Regions from separate parts of the Hordeum vulgare genome. Here region 2 is linked to region 1. Evidence: chromatin contacts called from public Hi-C data. All regions are on one chromosome and are shown on one strand. Each heading gives the region's core, a stretch centred on a gene start, on an enhancer-like site or on the middle of the called end of the contact. The rest is flanking DNA. Distances are from core to core; before and after follow the strand shown.

What was found. A called contact is a pair of places that touch in the nucleus more often than the background predicts.
Region 2: a contact with region 1 is called in a Hi-C map of leaf, with 5 times the contacts expected there. The contact joins the promoter of LOC123410299 here to the promoter of LOC123407848 in region 1. A contact is called at or near these places in 3 of 6 Hi-C or Micro-C datasets (all in leaf) and 1 of 1 datasets of contacts at active chromatin or transcription factors (embryo).

Annotation. Positions count from the first base shown.
Region 1 is chr7H:64,607,019-64,613,798 of MorexV3_pseudomolecules_assembly, reverse strand. It overlaps LOC123407848 (26S proteasome regulatory subunit 7A), which reads right to left and starts at 3,289. Exons shown (of 7, transcript XM_045101077.1): 1 at 3,119-3,289; 2 at 2,692-2,773; 3 at 2,371-2,462; 4 at 2,164-2,241; 5 at 2,019-2,080; 6 at 1-445. The coding sequence starts at 3,205. It overlaps LOC123409329 (pre-mRNA-splicing factor ATP-dependent RNA helicase DEAH10), which reads right to left. Exons shown (of 12, transcript XM_045102264.1): 12 at 6,674-6,780.
Region 2 is chr7H:64,855,988-64,863,173 of MorexV3_pseudomolecules_assembly, reverse strand. LOC123410299 (RING-H2 finger protein ATL3-like) reads right to left here and starts at 5,862. Exons shown (of 1, transcript XM_045103219.1): 1 at 4,190-5,862. The coding sequence starts at 5,345. The coding sequence ends at 4,401.

The sequences.
Region 1 (6,780 bases), core at 2,040-4,539:
AGCACCGTCGTCAAAGCGAGCACCACCAATGGCATCAACCTCGTCAAAGAAGACAATGCATGCCTTCTTTGACCGAGCCATCTGGAAGAGTTCACGAACCATCCTTGCCCCTTCACCAACATACTTCTGAACTAACTCGCTTCCTATCACGCGGATAAAACATGCGTCTGTGCGATTAGCCACTGCCCTGGCAAGAAGTGTCTTTCCAGTTCCTGGAGGGCCATAGCAAAGTACTCCCTTTGGAGGATCAATACCCAGCTTGACAAACTTCTCGGGATGGAGCATAGGAAGCTCCACAACCTCCCGCATCTTCTCAATCTGATCCTTACAGCCACCAACATCATTATATGTCACATCCGGCTTTTCTTCAACTGTCATCATTGTAACACTAGGATCAATCTTGGGTGGCAAAGGGATTTGTATCTGGTACTTGTTTCGATCAACCCTGCATAATACACAGGAGGAGAATCAACATATAATGCAACTAATTCAAAAACAAGTCAAGCACAATAAGATGTATTATGCAACAAACTTTGGTGATCCTATATATGAACCAATAAGAATAGAACGAGCGTAAAGCACGACAATGGTACATAACACCAGTTACGAATCATACATTTCTGGAAGAATGTATGGCTATCTTATGTGTCTCACCTTGTGCTCAAGCATCCTACCCTAAACATATGCACTCATACAAACAGCCTCAGACTAAAACATAGCCAATTTTAGTGGCCTTATGTTGCCATGTTATACACAGATATACAGACCAACATATGCAATTACGCTCTCAAGTTGTAAAAGGAAAACGTACAGAAACATACTATTGCCCCCGCTCCTTGCTGCTAGAAGAGAAAACGCAAAACTTGTTGCTGGCTTTTTTAGTGTGGCATGCCAAATCCTAGTGCTGAATAACATCTACAGTTCAGTTTGAGATTTATGTTAAAGATGCTCAGTGAGAAGTAGTACTTGTCTTTTTTACATACCAGTGCTGTTAGCCTTACCCTTAAATCTATTATCATTACTAGGAAAAGGACCCGTGCGTTGCAACGGGAAAAAGCAATACCACACACTCTTAATTTATAAAAAGTGGTCTAAAATTTGAGTATTTGTAGCTACGACCCGAACAAAGACGATTTTAGCCTACAAAAACGCAGTTCAAGATTTCACAGGTCTTCCTTTTAAATAAGCTTGCATGTAGATTTAATACGTAGAAAGAAACGGTCAAATGATCTTCAATTTCGTCTCTAATCCTGATTTTGCCGAGATGTTCATCCACAATCCAAATCAGTACCAGTATGAAAGGAAGACGGATAATGCATTATTGATTAAGATTGCATCCTAGATAATATTTTTAAAATGATTAATAGGTAAAATAACATCATATTCACATTCTACATATTTTTCTAATCTAAATCCATATATAACATGTTAAATTTGGAGTTGCGGTTTAGAAGATATGAGTATTTTTAAAAAAATATGCATATTCAAATTCTACATATTTTTCTAATCAAAATCCATATATAACATGTTAAATTTGGAGTTGCGGTTTAGAAGATATGAGTATTTTTTAAAATATTTAATATGTATTATAGATTTAATGTAAAAAACATCAGGGGGTTTTCCATAAAATAACATGACGGACTAAGAATACCTATTTCTTTTATTAGTAGGTATAGATTATTCAGTCTTGTTAAAAATCAAACTGCTCAGAATCTATATGTCAACTGAAAAGTGTCGACACAAAGCACAACATAATATGAACCCTTGCTGTAAAAAAACATAATATGAACCCTTGCAGCAATAGAACCACAGCACCTGTTGCATTATCAGGATGTGGCTTAGCACTCAAAACTATTGTTATTAACAACTTAATTCCAGATTTCCACTAAAAAGGAGTTCGCCCTTACAGCTAAGGGTAGGTGTTGACACGAAGCATAAATCAGGTACAGAAAGTTTTCTGAAAGCAGCCAAATGGAAGATGCCATATAAGTACTCATTAGAGAGAACAGACAACTTACCCAACTCTCATCCCTTCCTCGATATCAGTGGGGGAAACTTTATCACCTAAGCCGACCACAAACTGCAATATCCCCAAAGTAAACATCATCAATATTCAACCTCCAGAAGATATGACTGGCCTAAGATGGCAGAACACTGACATACCTTTGCGATTTGTTTAACATTGATGACATATTTGGCATCATCAGTATTGGGACTTATAATCTTCGTGCATCTAGCAACCTTCACAACAGATTTTATTTGACTATTAATAATTCACAGTGGAGGAGATGATAAAGCACAAAGGTCACAACAAAACCACTAATTCTATGCATTCTGCGGAAGGTTAAAGCGGACATCATGCTAATTCACCTGCAGTGGCTGCTCCTCTTGCATCATCTGTTTATCTGATACAAGATCCCACTGACTTGGTGGAGCCAATCCAGTATCAGACTCCTTTATCCCTGCAATCAAATTAAACGTGAAATGAGCTAGATCCAATGCAACAAGGTGGAATCGCCAAGAGGCACTTAGAACCGGAAAACTGGTACAGGCAGCAATCAGACTAGCCAAAACCGGTGAGAACTTGGGAATGCAATTGTATATGTTTGATCATCCTATTCCTAACCCTAGTCCCAGGATCAAGGGGTGGTCTGGTCACTGGTCAGAGGACATCGATGTGGACGCACGTACCGCACAGGTCGTTGATCTTCTTGGCCATCTCCTTTATATCCTTCTCGACCTTCTTGATGCTGTTCGAGTAGGGTCCAAGCCCCTGTAGAAAGCAAGCCATCCATCCAAACATTAGAAAATTGCACCCAAATCGACATGGTACAATTCAACAAGCAGCACATGCATCTCGCTGTACAGCACGAGAATCCAAACCAGACATTCTTCTCCCGTGTTTAAAAAAAAAATCCACCTCCCCGCACAGAAATCGCAACGACACGAGCCGCAGGGCCAACAGTTTCCGCCGAATACACACGGCAGAGTCGAAAACCCTAGATCTACGCCGAGCAGCAGCCCAACGCTGAAAAGCCGAACCCTTGGCGCCGAGGGCTCCGGCCTAGACGCGCGGGACAGATCGGTCCGGTGTGGGGGGAGGGAGGGAGGCGCTTACGTAGGTCTTGAGGAGGGCGATGTCGTCCTCGTCGAGAGGCCTGGGGTTCTTCTCGCTCATGAGATCGTCTTCTGGCTCCGGCGCCATCGCGTTGGCTCCTGTTCCTCCTCCGGCGACGGCGAGCGGCGGCGGGGTCGGTCTGTCGAGTGCTGCTCAGTTATATGACGGGCGTTCGTTTTTCCCTTCTCCTACTCTCAGTCCCTTTCTTCGCAAAGCTGTCCAAACGGGTCGGCCCAGCACGGGACGGCCCGCCAGGGCACGATTAATAGCCTGGCCGTGCCGTGACGGCCCACGGGCTGCACGCAGCAGCCCAAGCACGCGGCACGGGAGGTAAATGGCCCGGCCCGCGGCACGCTTAGTGGCTGTTCGACAACGCTTCTGAAGCGGAGCGTGCGGAGCGCACTTTAACCAGCTCCTCGGTCCTGAGTTTTCCGAGGCCCGGCGCGAACTTGAAAACTGGGCCTATAAAGACATACATAGTGAATAATTTCATTTGAACAGAATTATATCACAAAATTTTATGTGATTTCAACAACTAAATAATGGTACTAAGAATTTATTAGCAAATACGGTCGCATAATACACAATGGACATGGACATGGACATGGTAAAATTCTTGACAAACAACGGATTAGGTTATAGTATACTGGAAAGGAGGGAGGACACCTGAATCGTTGGAAGAGCCAAAATTAAATTAGCAATACAGAGATCAAATAGAAAACAGACTGAACAAATGTAGGGAGCTCATAGGATGGGTGTACTTATATATATGGAGGGAGCTGTAGAAAAAAAAAGAGAAATCCATAAGGTACTGGTAACGATGAAAAAATTACGGGTAATCAAAGGAACCAGTCATAATCAGGGCTAGGTGCTTCGAAAAAGGAGCATAACGGAGAACGAGAAGAGAGACGAGGGGAGAAGAAACAGCGCCTGTGGCTGGTTATTAGGAGGGTGTTTGGATACGTTTTAGTCACATGACTAAAAGTAGTGGGACTAAAACTTGCTAGCCTCACTCATGTTTGAATCCAAATACTAAAGAGACTAAAATCAAGTTAATGAGCATTTATTATCCTTCAAACCCTCCAATCCAGAACTTGCATGTGTTAAAGGAGAGGAGTTAAATAAGGAGAGAGATGACTAATCCACATTTAGTAGGGGTACCCCTGACTAAAAAAATTCAGTCTCAAGACTATTTTAGCCCCTCTTTAGTGAGGGGTACTTGAAACTTTAGCCTTTTAAAGAGACTATTTTTAGTCAGGCTAGTTTTAATCCCTTGGATCCAAACATCCTCTAGATCGATGAAACTTGAAGCTGGCTACTCTCACGATCCATGTGCTGAGTATGGTAGTACTTCTATTCTACTGAGAAGAAATGATTGGTTGAGCAATAAAACAATGGGTTGTATAGTATATCATACGTAGTTACGTATCACACAAGTTGGGGCCCCTCATTAGGCTGGGCCCTAGGGCGTCGCACTTCTTGTCCCTCCCCAGGGCCGGCCCTGGCTCCATAAACTGTAACTGAACGTCACTCCACTCCGGCGCGGAGTCGCCAAGCGGAGGGAATTCGAACGCGGCCTGAGGCACATGCGGGCACGTTTTATTTTCATGAATACCTTAGAAAAATAGGAGAAAAAAACAAACAAATGTTGAAAATTGAAAAACATTCTGTGAATTATTATTTGGGATAAATTTAAAGTTTTATTAGCACTTACTCCCTTCGTTTCTAAATATAAGACATTTTAGATATTCCACTATGAACTAGATACGGATGTACATAGACATATTTAAAGTTTAGATTCAATCATTTTACTTCGTATGTAGTTTATAGTGTAATCTTTATAAAATTCTATATTTAAAAATGAAGGGAGTACATCATTAGAATTTTCCATCTCAAAGAAGTAAAAAAAATACAAAAGATGCTCTAGAATGAAAAAAGATTTAAAAAAATACCAAGACTACACTACAACGGTACAACTACTCATATCCCAACCACTACAATAATATGCAACCACTACAAAAATATTGAACATATTAGAGTATTAGGTATTTATATAGGACATGTATATTTATATGTTTTTTTTTAAAACGGGTCGTCTCGTGTCGGCCCGCATGGCTAACCTCCAAGCCCAGACACGACCCGTTTAGCATGTGTCGTGCTTGGCCAATGGTGGGCCGTGTCGGCATGCTCATAGGTCGCCCTGGTTGGCCCAGCCCGTTTGGCCAGCTTTGAAGCCATGGTCATGCGTCATGCGATAAGAATCAGACGGCTCGGAAATTTTGATCTCTGAGTCGGTCCACTACATCAATTTGTAGCCAAAGTTGTTTGCTATCACTCTCCATATAGGTCGCAAATGAGTCGAGTTTAAGCGAGTTGGCCTAGGCTCAGCTCAGCTCATACTCCCTCCGTCCGGAATTGCTTGTCACATAAATGAATAAAAATGGATGTATCTAGAACTAAAATACATCTAGATACATCCATTTTTATGATAAGTATTTCCGGACGGAGGGAGTACTAAAATTCGAGCAAACTCAAAATGTGTGAAGCTCAAGGTTGCGATGTAGAAAGTGGCTCGTGCTCAGCTTGTAATGATCTTGAGTCGATCTCCATCAAGTTTCGAGTCAAATAAGATGGTTTTTTAAACTATTTAAGGCAAAATATAAAACAACATAGGTTGTGGATGAACTAACAAGATATTGAACACACGGCTGACCACATGTCTTATTGAGGCTAAAATTTCCTCACGGTTTATTTCCATGTTCGCTAGTAGGTAAAATGTAGGAAAAATCGTACACAACATATATGGCAATGAATGATCCTAGTTCTTTGTAATAAACATTAAAGTTATTTAATATATTTATATGATATATCATGCTATGGAGCTAAAATCGAGCGACCCAATACTGGCTTAAGATAAGCTTGTTTCTCGATCAAGCTACATAAAGTGTTCAAACTCAGTTTTTTTTTCAAGTCGATCTGGAGTCAAGCTAAAATCGAGCGACCCAATACTGGCATAATATAAGCTCATTTCTCGATCGGGCTACATAACGTGTTCAAACTCAGCTTATTTTTTTTCAAGTCAATCTCGAGTCAAGCTTAAATACAAGTTGATCTCAAATGGCTCACAAGTCTTGAGCTTTTCTTGCGGCCCTGCGTGCAGATTTTGAGTTTAAGATGTACTGCTGCTACTGCTAGCTCGTCAGACTGCTAGTTTAAGAGCCACCCATCAAACAACCATGGACGTCCTTTCTATAGCGTCACTCTTCTTGCTTCTGCACTTGTTTGATTTCTCCTTCAAAATGACAGGTCGAGAGTTAGCACAACCACTCTTCTTTATCCCTGATGGCCTCTAAGCGTCCAAGGTAGCAAGGAAGTGGCAAATCTCTTTGGTGATGAGAGCCCCAAGCACACGTGCCACAGCTCTAGGCGCGACAACCCCATCACATCGTCATAACCATGTGCTATTTTGATTTCTCACCATGTTTATGTTTGTTCAAACTAGGTTCACTTTTTGGTCATGCTAACGTGATGGTGACTCACGGTCTCACATCCCGGTTTGGATGATAAACTGCAAAGACAATCAATCAAGATTCTCCCCACCTTACAGCGGCCTGGCATCGACATCATTTGGCATTGCGTTCATGCGTTATCATCAGGATGCC
Region 2 (7,186 bases), core at 4,613-7,112, 250 kb before region 1:
GAGTAAAAATAAGATAATGTTCTGGTGCGTGTATGATCGATACTTTTTTTCATTTTTGATCTGAAAGCATATGAAAAAAACATCAACCGAGGCCGCAACAGTTGGCCCATAGATCTATCATGTCCGCACCTAGCCACCTACCTGTGATGCAAAGAGTTGGTTGTTCACGCTCCTGGAGTCTTATCACATGCATAGTTCGTCAAGCTTGTTGTTATATTGTGGGCAATCTGATCGTCCCGTCGGAAAGCGATCCATGAAGGAATTTTCCAAAGCCCTCCAGGAACAAAGTCGTTCATCACCAAATTCATCATAGAGCTGGATATCTTGCAGGAGGGGCAAGGGGTGGGTCAAGCTAGAGGCCTCACAACGTCATCCTTGACAGATAGACCCAAAGCACCATCACAGGGGTAAGCGAAGATTCATGTCAACATAGGAATCTGGAATGGAACAGGTGGAGCAGCAGCAGCTGTATGCAAAAATAGAGATGGCTTGTTCTTGGGAAGTTCGTCCCTAGTTATTGGGGGTGTGGATGATTTTGCAACGGTGGAGGCAATAGCATGTCGAGAAGCTCTGGCTTTTGCGAAGCTAATTTCATTGTTGCATCGGATTCCAAACAAGTTGTTATGGAAATCAACAACAATGGCCGTTGGACGTATGGAGCTATCATTAGTGAGATACCAGCTAGAGCATCTTTAGTCAATGTAAATTTACTTTTGAGGGTCGTGCTGTTAATTGTGCAGCACATAGTTTAGCTAAGCATGCACTATCGTTGGGTCTGGGACATTATGTCTGGTTTGGCCAATCTCATGACCCCGTTTGTATCCCACAACTTGTGGTTTTCGAGGAATAAATTTTGATTTCCCCCTAAAAAAATCTACATGCGATGCCCCCACCACCTCCCTCTCTCGTTGTCTGCGATGCCGCAGCTTCTGGGTGACGTTCTCCGCCTTGCAAGACGCGGTGGAGGAAGGGACGCCGACGAACGAGACGGATTGCGTCTCCATTGCGGCGGTCGGGGACCGACTGAATGACATCATGATAGCGGATCAGGATCGATGGTGAGGATGGGGAGCAAGGATGGCGGGCGTCGAGGGCTCAGACGCGAGTAATGTTGCAGGGCAACGGGAGGAGAAGAAAGGGTTTAGAGGATTTGATGCAATTTGCGGCAATGCTAGGTTGTCGGGTCTGACGTGGCGGACGTGTCCGGACACGCTAGGACGCATTCGAATACCTTCATATCCGTCTCATATTTAGGCTAGATATGAGAGGTGCCGATTAGTTCGGGCATTTGAGCTACGTTTAAAAAGCCCGTATGAACTTAAATTTCGTGATCGCTCGCTCTGTGAGGACGTATGAGGCGGGTTAGGACGCCCGGCTGTGCATGCTCTCATTCCCTTACCTTCGAATCCAACATAAAAAATATGGTAAAGGATATTAAAAAGAAAGCATCCTTCGATCCGTTTCTCAGGCCGGGAGCACAACACATGGCGCATGGGCCACGGCGCAGCGTCATCTCCCCAGAGGCCCCCGGGCCCGCCTTCTCGCGTTACGCGCGCAGCGCGGGATCCAACGAAAACTCCCTCACCTCACGCCCTCCGCTCCCGCCGCGCATGCCACGGCACGGCACGGCACGGCCCCCCTCCGCGGCGCTCCCACGGCAGCGCAAACGGCGGATCCGCGCGCACGCACCCCCACCGCCACCGCCATTGTTGCTTGCGTCCGCGTACGACGTGCCGCGCCGCACGGACCTCCAGTCCACGGATCGGGCCGTTGCTACCGCCTGCCCTACGCGCGCGCTAGGGTCCTCCAACCCCAACCCCTCTCTGCTCTGCGCACGTCCCCCACGAGGGAGCGGTGCCGCCGCCGCCGCCGGGGACCGGCGTCGCGCGTGCCCGTCGCCACCGACCGGCCCAGAATTGATCTCACGCACGCATGTCGAGTTACGAGATACAGCAGAGAACCACACACTACTGCCACGCTACACCCGGATCATCGGCAGCTAATCATAACGAACGTGGCAAAATGTATCGGGGTCAATCTGCTTAAAGGATATTATACACTAAGTATCAAAACTCTGCTCACACGTAGGTTATCCACTCGGGGATGGATGGATGGATCGAGGGGGAGGACTACGTAGACACGACAGCCTAAGCACGTAGAAACGGCAAGGAAGCTTCAGAAAGTGATGCCGGAGGGGACCTAGCCCTCGTTGAGGCCTTGTTTGGTACTAGTGTATTTTAGGGAATTTATGAAGATTATCCCGGTCAAACCCCTAAATTACCACACATCCTATAACATTATTTGGTTCTAGTGTATTTGACATGTTTTATCCCCACATTTCCTCTCAAATCCCTAAATTATAGTGCATTTTTCTTAATACCCAATACATTACCCCTACCTAGTGTATTGGGGATAAATGGAGATTTGAAGGGATTGGGTAAAGGTTGGGGTTTCATCCAATCCTTAGAGGATTATCCCCGTCAATTTCCTCAAAACACTAGTACCAAACAATGCCTGAGGATCGGGGATTTAGCCGCCCGCGGAAGCACTCTGACCTTTTCCATTCGATGGGACGGGATGCCTCGAATCCACTATGGCTGCGCGAGACACGACTAATCGCGGCAACCCTAATCATTCCAAGAGATTGGATCGCACGACTTAACCACGCAATCATCCCAAGCACATTAGAACTGCATATACAATGACGATGTAGTACTAGTATATAGATATACAACACATGTTTAATTTCATAGACCGGGTGCTCGTTCGTTGCCGGGAAATGCAGGGCGGTAATGCCCGAACGTGTGCTACTACTACTACTTCCTAGACAAGTTTATGAAACCAACTTGTATTAGAAAAAATCTTGTATGTATGTGCTTGTTGCCCGGAAAGAGGCATGCTGAGCAGTAATGCATGCATGTAAGATTATAGATTTTAGTTCATCCATCCTCAAGTGCAACTTGTCTTAGAAAAAAGAAGAGGTTCATAAACAAGTGAAGCATAACCACTTAACCAGGACGTGTGTATGTGATTTGATTAATCTAAGTAAAAAAGTCAAAGTATTGTACCCCCCCCTGCGCGTCCCTCGTGTCAACCGTCAACACGCGGTCACCGTGGCGTGTTTGATCGGCAAAGCTCAAACAAACGGGTAAAGAAAGAGAACTGCTCCGATGGACGGAAGAAACTTCGAAACGACAAGCTACCGGTAAACTTTTCACCCTGTCATCGCAGTGTTTGAAGCTCGGAAACAAACTGGTTCGGAATTTCGAATTTTTAGGCTTGGGATTTGGGAAGAGGCGATGCTTCAAGGCACTGGAACTTGTGACACGCCTTTGGCCAGCTGCAGGTGCCGAGTCTAGTTTAGTTGCTTTCCTCACGCGGCCGGGTGGGGTATGCAGATGCGGAAAGGGGTTCTAAACCAACTCTTTGTCAGCAGAAACCAACTCTTTGCCGAGAAAGCGCAGAGGTTGTCGCTTGCACACTTGGTTTTTCTGGTCAATCCACGGTTGAATATTTGTTTTCGAACAAAGATAGGCCGGCCTCTGTCAGTCGTTCGGCGCAAGCGCATTTGGTGTGTCCTTGCTTGTTACTCCTTTTCTCCATTGTCCAATGTGGTTCACGACTTCCGGCTGCAGAACTAACTCGGTCGTAATTTCTTGTCTAATCATATGTACAGTCAGTCAGTCAGTCAGAAACAAAGTTCAACTGATCATATTCATATATGCCTGAAGAAGCAGAGTTCAACTGAAAACGCTGTTTGGAACCATAATAGGTTATGATAATCTGGACTATGAAGATAGATTATATAATCTGGTTTATAAAAATAATCTAGATGGACATGTTTGGAGGCCAGATTATATAAACTGTAATACAGGTTTTACATTGCATAATAACCTGCCCTCAGTTTTTCTTTTTTTTTGAAAAAAGAGAAGGGTGGCGGTGGTAGGAATGTAATTATCTCCAACTTTATAAGGGTAATGGATCATTAGCAATTCATAATCTGATTTTAACTGATATAGGGTAGATTATGAGTTTTTAATAATCTATCCATCTTGTTTTTATAATCTACACCATAAGATGTCCTGTTTGAAAACATAATAGATTATAAAAACTGAATTATATAATCTGAATGGTTCCAAACAGGGCCTAAATCTGTTTCAACCCGGTATGTACGAGCAAAGCTTATCAATTTCATCAACCAACGTCAATAACCAATCAGTGGCACCAATGCGAAACATCCCTTTGTTTACATCAGAATTGCTGGCCAAAATCCTTGGCGGAAAGAGAGAAAGACAAAAGAAATTGAAGCAAGGGAAGAAGAAAGAATGAACACATGTATGTATGGACTCTCCGGTGATCGGCGAGGCGAGCCAATGCGTCAGAGAGCCACGCCGGATGGATCAGTTCGACGACGGAGGCGGCGTCTTGGGCGGGCGCCCGGCGCCGAGGCCCTGCTCGATGTCGCGCGGGCTGGAGGAGGACGTTGCGCCCACCACGGCCTGCTTGCCCCTGCTCAGGAGCCGGCGGAGCGAGCGGAGCCGGGCGGACATCGGGGATCGGAGGTCGCTCGCCGGCAGCGGCGTGGCCGGGGACGAGGCCGCGCCCACCGCCGTTGCCCGGGATGGGATATCGATCACCAGGTTCTCCTTCCTGCGCCCGGAGGCGGAGGAGCTGGTGGAGGCGGCGGCGATCGGGGGCGTTGGGGCTGGCGGCGGCGGCGGCGGCATCCCCCCGAGGCCGCCGTTGGTGACGTCGTCGTGGGTGCCCCAGAAGAGGACGTTGGTGGGGAACTCCGGCGTGGCGTGGTCCTCGCGCGGCAGGCGGGGGAGCCCGTCGGCGGCGTCGGGGCCGACGGGGGCGCGGCAGAGCGGGCAGGTGTCGTGGGAGTGGAACCACATGTCGATGCAGTCGACGTGGAAGCGGTGGGCGCACTTGGGCAGCGTCCGCACCTTCTCGCCGTCGGCCACCTCCGAGAGGCACACGGCGCACTCGAGCGCGTCGCGGCCGCTCCTCCTCCCCTGGCCTCCGGGGGTCTTGGGCGAGGCGCCGCCGCCGTAGACGGCGACGGGGAGGGACGATAGGACGGAGGCCGGCAGGCCGCGGCGCGGGAACGGGGAGTCGCCGACGAAGATGAAGCGCGAGGAGGCCGTTCCGGCGCCGTGGAGCATGGGGTTGGCCCCCAGGAAGCGCTTGGCGTAGAGGTAGAGGAGGAAGACGAAGACGACCACCATGAAGAGGAAGATCACCGCCGCCAGCAGCACCCCGTTGCTGATGGCCAGCTGCGCCGGCGCGCCCGCCGTCGCCGCGTCCGCCGCCGCTCCAGACACCGTCGGAGGCGAAGACATCCTGCCCGTCTCAACAACAAGTGATTCCCGTTTCCCGGCGAAGATGGCTGGGTGACGACGCTCTGGCAACGGAGAGAGGAGGAAGAAGGGGAGAGGAGAGGAGCAAGCAATGGAGGAGGCCGCCCGTGGTGGCACGGTATTTGAAGGCTGCTAGCTGATCCCCGTGGTGGGATCTTCTGCGGCTGGGCCGTGTGTTCCTCTGGTTGGTGAAGGGCCGTGGTGGCGTAGAGGATCCTGTGGAGGGGGCTGGGAATGAGGAGGGGAGGTGGACTTTGTCAAGTTGTGGGGTCGCGGGGTTTGACTGGGCCGTTTCGACGGTGGCCTTCTGTTCTCGCCGGCGGCCTCCGGGAAGCATCCAACTGGCGGGCGCGCGGGCAGCCGCCGCCGCCGCAGTAAGGGCAGTGCAGGAAACTGGGTATATTTCGCCGGCGACTGACTGACCTGACCTCGCCGGTCACGGTCAATGTGGCTTCCACCATCGCCTTCCTGCGAATGTACAAAGCCATTGCACATCTTTTGCACGGGCCGTCCGTGTGTACTCCCTCCGTACCTAAATATAAGTCTTTTAAGATATTTTACTAGGTGTCTACATACGAAGCAAAATGAGTGAGTCTATACCCTAATATATATCTATATACATCCATATGTAGTCCACTAATGAAACTCTTAGAAAGACTTATATTTAGGAACGAAGGGAGTATATATATACTCCCTCCGCCCTAAAATTCTTATCTTAAATTTGTCTAAAAATAGATGTATCAAAATATGAAAACGTAACTAGATACATTTATATCTAGACAATTCTAAGACAAGAATTTTGGGACGGAGTAGTATATATATAGACTACAATAAGCATATCAAAATCTTAGTCAAACAGTCAGTTAAGTGTATACGTTTTGGAATTCATCTCGGCATGCGTCAGATATGAGCTATGCACGCTCGGCCGTGTGCCGACTAAGAACTAACTCAAGCCAAGAGCATCAAATCTTATGTTCGAGTCTTTTTTTTTCAAGGTAAAAGGGCTGCCATTTTTATTAATTAAGGAAAATGCTTTTAGAAATTCTAGTATACTGCATTTCATGGAGCGATGTACATATGTTGTGTTGATGCCGAAATGGCTTGTGCAGTGAAAGCGTGCGTCGTGTGGTTGAGTCGTCACGCTGCAGCACAACCTTTTAGGGTAAGTTACCGTAGGCCGTAGCTGAAGGCAGGGATAAAAGCCTACTCTTTTGACAATGAGTACCTTTAAAATTGCATAACCGTTTTTCGTAAATAATAATAATTTGCATAGCCGTTATCCTCATAATAGACTTATGTGCATGTTATCCTGTATTAAACAAACAATCCCTTTGTATCATAATATTTATTGTGTTTAATTCTTCTCAACAATAAGTATCTAAAAACAGAGGAAGTATCATTTATTCATGTGTTTAAAATTACGGAAAGAAGGCTTGCAGCATCTCAGAAGACATGTGAACCATAGTTACAATATCATGAGGTTGTAACAGCCGAACATGTCTGCCATGTGCTAGATTGAAACAACAAATATTTCAGAAATACTCAGCTAAATGTTCGGTTGTTCTTCCCAACAACAAGTATTTAGAAACAAATGGAATACTATTTACGGAAGTATGTTTTATACTCTGTAGAACTAGCTTGAGATCTTATTTTAGCGTTGTATTGCATTAACTAACAGTGGAATTTTCTTTTTTGAGAATTAGTCCATTTCGAAGAACCTAAGTTTCCCATCAACTCAATATCAAAATATCCATGGCAAAGCCTGGATGGTGAGAAAACATTTGTCATAGATGGAAATGCTTATCAATTTGTAAGATACACGG